Linked DNA regions of Mus musculus: region 2 is linked to region 1. The links are chromatin contacts, called in public HiChIP or PLAC-seq maps. All regions are on one chromosome and are shown on one strand. The core of a region is the stretch at or near the end of the contact, and the rest is flanking DNA. Distances in the headings are between cores, read along the strand shown. Region 1 holds the start of Nsmaf (neutral sphingomyelinase (N-SMase) activation associated factor). Region 2 has its middle 110 kb from the start of 8430436N08Rik.

What was found. HiChIP or PLAC-seq counts read pairs in DNA pulled down with a chosen protein or histone mark.
Region 2: an H3K4me3 HiChIP or PLAC-seq map of pro-B cells shows a contact between it and region 1, with 4 times the contacts expected there. The contact joins the enhancer-like site here to the promoter of Nsmaf in region 1. A contact is called at or near these places in 3 of 39 promoter capture datasets (the C10 cell line, HPC-7-derived erythroid cells and hippocampal neurons) and 2 of 115 datasets of contacts at active chromatin or transcription factors (large pre-B cells and pro-B cells).

The regions. Positions count from the first base shown.
Region 1 is chr4:6,452,828-6,455,527 of GRCm38.p6, reverse strand. Nsmaf (neutral sphingomyelinase (N-SMase) activation associated factor) reads left to right here and starts at 1,257. Exons shown (of 31, transcript NM_010945.2): 1 at 1,257-1,543. The coding sequence starts at 1,485.
Region 2 is chr4:7,453,988-7,456,687 of GRCm38.p6, reverse strand. No RefSeq gene overlaps it. Among named protein-coding and RNA genes, the nearest start is that of 8430436N08Rik, 110 kb to the left of the region's middle. Within about 2 kb of position 1,392, at least 53 of the 459 cell types and tissues checked have an H3K27ac peak or open chromatin away from gene starts, as enhancers often do. A contact at or near this core is called in pro-B cells, where this site is marked.

The DNA of each region.
Region 1 (2,700 bases), core at 8-2,507:
AATTAATTTCTCTCCTTTGAGTCCATAGCATCTACTATACTATTTGCCACACAGAAAATTTTCAGATGGTATCTTAGCCATTCTCATAATCTTATGTCATTGTGCACACATGCACACAAGCTCGTTCCCAAGGACCATTAGGGTAGTTACAGAGTCTGTGCAGCACTCGGATAAAAGGAAGAGATTCACTGACATAGGGTACTCAGGTCTCTTCAGTTATGACTTCCGATCTTCCCCCACATGCTGCCAGTGATGAAGGACAGCTAATTGTTGCCATTGTTGTGCTTTTTTTTCAACCCTGCAGAACTTGATTCTTAAGCCAACACTAGGAGTGTTTCAACACACACAACTTAGAGGCTTGTTATTTGAGAGTCCCTTAAAGGTAAGCAATATCCAGCGTATTCTCAGGGTATTGAGAAATCATAACCCCAATGAAATACGAGTCATAGTTGGCAGGACAGAATATAAAAGGTAAGTATTGTTGAAGGTAAGAACCTTTCTTTACTGCTAGTGGGAGTTAAATGGATACTTTGAAAGCACAGTAGCAGACTTTCAGAGTTCACAGATGGACTTATTAAAACAGTCTAGAAACTCCACCCTTTGATTTCGACTTCACTCAACAGAAATGAAAGCATTTACACACATAAACGGGTACGTGAATGCTTATAGCCAAAAGGTGGGAACACTGCTGTGCCTGGCAACTGTTGAATATATTAACAGGAATGCAGTGTGTGATACAATGGAATACACTTCCGTGATAAAAAGGAATAGAATGTTGACTTGTGCTATACCTCAGACGAACCTTGGAAGCATTGTGCTAAATGAAAGAAATCAGACACAAAGACCACATATTGTATGGATGTTTTTATTCTAGATGTCCAGGCTAGGCAAATTCACAGAGACAGAAAGTTAAGTACTGTTTTCTAGGGCAAAGGTTTGTGGAGATGCACCTAGGAGTAGTGATTGCTAAAAGGTAAAGGTTTCTTTTTGAGATAGTAAAAATATCCCATCACTGTGATAATAGTTGCAACCTAAATATGAATATTACTAAGAACCGCTACACCATACACGGGCGAAAAAAATAAAATAAAATCCCATCGATTATTTATTTCAAAGACTGAAATTTGGGACTAAACATCCAAAAACCTTGTTATTTCAAATCCCCGCCGCCAACGAACTGGGGGGCTCCCGGGCAGGTCTCAGGCTCACGTGGGAGGTATCCTCGCCGCAGCAGCGCTGCAGAGGTTAGTCGGGGCAGTGTAGGACGCGGCTCCCGCGGCCTCAGGTCACTGCGCGCCCCTCCTCCGGGCCTGAGTCACGGCGTCGCCCGAGTCCCCACGCGAGGATGCTGCGGTGAGCGCCGTCCGGACGCCGCGGGCCCTGGGGCGCAGCGTGGGGCTCCCGGCCGCCCGCCCGCCTGCCCGCCCGGTGCGGCCGCTCGGGACTGCTCGGGACAGTCGGCGGCCTGCGAGCCCTGGGCCTCCATGGCGTTCACCCGGAAGAGGCAGCGCGAGCAGCAGCTGCAGCTCTACTCCAAGGAGAGGTGCGCGGGGCGGGAGGCCGGGCCGGGCGGCAGCCGGGGACTCTCCTGCAGGCCGCGGCCGCCTCCGGGGCCGCAGAGCCGCGCGCGGGTGGGCCCGGCTGGCGGGGGCGCCTGGGGACGCGAAGGCAGGGCGGTCCCCGCGCCCGCCCGCCCGCCGTCCCACGCCGGCGTCTCCCCACCGACCCTCCGCGCCCTGCATGGGAGGCTGTTGGGGAAGCGCGTGCGGCGGGGCGGCCGCGGTCAGCCGCGGCCCAGGGAGGACGTGGGTAGAGCTCCGGCCTCCCTCAGATCCCGTCCCCGCACAGGAAAGCGCACTTCCGCCCCGTGGGTCCCTCCCAGGGCGGTTGGTTTTGTGACCCAGCTGTGGTTCCAGCGGGAACGCGGGCTACATTTTTGTTTGTTTGTTTTGAGATGCGGGTTTGTCTGTGGGAGCCGGGATCCGACGGTCACGTTGTTGCTGAGTGGATCCAGCGAAGCAGGCTATGCCAGGAAATGCAGGTGCAGCTTTTATTCTGGGTGCTCTGCGGAGGCTTCACCTGTAGCTATTGCTCAACCCGCCCTCTTCCCCAAGCCCCGCATCTCTCTCTAAGATGTAGTGGGCTGGCAGGGTGGTCCGCGCTGAAATTACCTTTCCACCTCCGGAATTTAAATGGAATTTCTTTGTCTGGCACCCGACGACTTGTTAAGACTTGTTGGTGCTCTGTGTTACATTGAAGAGCATTCAGATTAACATTTGAAATGTTTTAAACGCGTGGCCTGTCATGTTTCTAGGACTTAGTCATTTGTAACAATCCTGTGATAAACAGCGAAATCGGACAGGGGGTGTTTTGTCGTAGATTCTGACTTATTTTAATCGTCTTACGCTGCTCTGTAATGTTAGAGGAACTCGCTGCCCCGGTTATTTCCAGCAAATGCTGGTTTGTTTACATATTATGTACATATGTTCACAGTACTCCAAGGTAGGAGTGCTCCCAGCCCAAACATTTATCAGCTGCCAGCATCAACTCTTCCCTACACTCAGCACCAGCAGCTGATTTCTACTTCCTGATCACCCCAAATTTTTATTTTGAACGTAAACCAAGCAGATTCTTTATAAATCATAGAATCCATTTTTAAAAAGGGGAACTTTTAAAAGTTAACTTTGGAAAACCAACCTT
Region 2 (2,700 bases), core at 143-2,642, 1.0 Mb before region 1:
ATTATTGGAACAAGAAGATGATGAAATGCTACACTCCAATCAATAAAAAGAATATGCAATGCTAAAATATGCCTCTTTGGCACAAACACTATTTTGAGCTGATAATTTTGAGAAAGTAAAGACACAGAGAAGCTCTGAAAACAGGAATCTGTTACTTCCTTGTAAAAGAAAATTGCATCTAAATGGAAGACATCGTTTTGTGAGTCTCTATCCGTAAATCCAGAGTAGAACTATGAGTCCAAAGTACGAGAGACCCCAAGAAGTGCAGACATAACCTACCTCAAAGCTGTTCTTGACACTTCCATGTCTCTGGGCTTAAACCTTTGTTTTGATAAACAATGGCTATGATATCTGAATTCCAGATTGCCTCTCCCTTCTCTGTGTACCTCTCCTGAAAATGTGCTGTGTGTGTGTGTGTGTGTGTGTGTGTGTGTGTGTGTGTGTGTGTGTGTGTGTGTGTGAGATATACAACAAAAACTTTTAAAGGTATATACTCCAATAAACTATATTTTTTCTTTGATTGGTCTGTCTTTTTTTATAGGTGCCCCTTTTAACTAAGGAAGAAGGATGGAAAGAACATTTTTTTCTTTATGGAGCTTTGGTTATCACTCACTGTGCTCATGAGTGTGCCTATGGAACAAGTACTTTATACACATTGATTGTGCATTTCCCATTCTAGTCAGTGGAAGACTGAGCCACACTTCATCCTCAGGGGAGTCTTGGGGGTGGTAGCTACTTTTCTCTTCTACTCTCATTGTATGTTACAGCACTGAATTGTTTGCCAATATTTAAATACCGTGTCTAACATTTATAAAGAATAGATTGTGTTTCTTTTTAGAGAAAGGGTTATACTATTTGGAACTACCACAATGCTCAATAAAAGGAGGTAACGAATAATTACCATATATTTGTGAAGAAAAATAGAAAAAAAAAAAGAGGAAGAAAGCATAAATAAAGGTAACTACATCTCTCCAAACTCCATTGATTTTGGTTATTTAAAATAAACCTACCTGAGAAATACTGACCGAGGAGCATGCTCACCTAATGTATATTTTTATTATTGCTAATTGTTTGGAATCTGAATCAAATTCATTGTGAAGCCCAAAGCTGAGGAAAGTTTAGGACTGTTGCTCCCTGCCATGTTCCCCTCAGCAGTGTTTTTCTTCTTAGCACACCAAAGCTTCAGCAGCAGCCAGTCTTAGACTGAAACGTTATCTTCGTTTTTTTTTTTTTTTTTTTTTTTTTTTTTTTTGAAGATAGTAAAAGTGAAAACAGATGCACACATTTGAATGCAGGAAGCCTTTAAGGCCTTTCTCTCTTTTGTCGTCCCTGCCCCCACTCCTTTTTCCTGTGAAGCATCAAAATAAATGTCCCTGCTCCTTTGAACTAAATCGCCCACTGTGCATAACTGAAATCGTAGGCCCGGAAATACATACCCCCTAACCAGTGCTCTCGGCCCTTATCAAGACCTTGTCATCTGAAACGACAGTGTTGGAACCCAGGCTGGTTTCACGTGATCCTATCAATCAGAGGTAAAGAGAAAAGGTGCCTGGGGGAGGGAGGGGAATCTTCAGGTTTGTTTAGGCTTCACTTAGGTCTAATTTCATACGTTTTAATGTATGGTGAGCCAAGCACCCGAGTATTGTATATCTTAGCAATGCTGACATTTCCTTTGCACCATTTAAAATTAAACCTTTTATTAGTTCAGGAAAAGCTGAGACAGGAGACAATAGCTGTTCAGGGAGAATAATTATTTTCTGTTCTGTTGTGTAGGATTTTTGAGCTTTTGATAAGTTGCAGTTTACAGTACTTAACAGCTAGCCAATCTTACATGTTAACAGTACATGAGAATATTTTATCCTAGCAGCCTGCCTCATACCCTGAAATGTTGAAATGTGTTTCTTGGTGACTTAAATCTTTTTTTTTTAAAACCTCTTATTTTCTGGGGTGTGTTTGGAAAGGATCATGCTATCAACAGTTGGAGTGGTGAGCAGCAGGCAGGGCGAGAGGAATCACTATGAAATGGATACAAAAAGCTGTGGGTTGTACACCATTAAGTGTTCCCAGTGTGATTCTAATGAGCTGATGATGGCCTCAACAAATTACTGTTTCTCCTGCAGCCCAGTAAATTATAGCTCACCCAAATTAAATCAGTGGGACTCTAGACAAACTGGTCTTCATCAAGATCTACATTTGTGAGAATTAAAAAAAACAAAAAAACAAAAAAAAACCAAACCATGCTCAATCATATTTAATCACATCTATTTGCTCAAGATTATTAGCTTGCTTTCTTATCCCCAAATGTCTGGGCGATAGATGTGGTGTGTGTGTGTGTATTTGTATATCTATGTACATTTATATGTGTGTAGGTTTATGTATGTGTGTATGCACGTGTATGTTTTTATGTGTGTATGCTGTATGCATCTCTGTGTATATTTACATGTGGTGAGTGTTTTGTGTTTGTATTTTCATGTTTGTGTGTATATGTGTACTTATGTGTATTTGTGTATATATGTTTTGTGTGTGCTGTGTGTGTACATTTACATGTATGTTTATATGTGTGTGTACATGTGTATATGCATGCATGAATGTATGTATGTATGTATATATGTGTGTGTTTGTACATGTTTGTGTTTTATATGTGTATTTGTGCGATGTATGTGTGTATTTGGGTTTGTGCTTGTGTGTATGTTTGTTTGA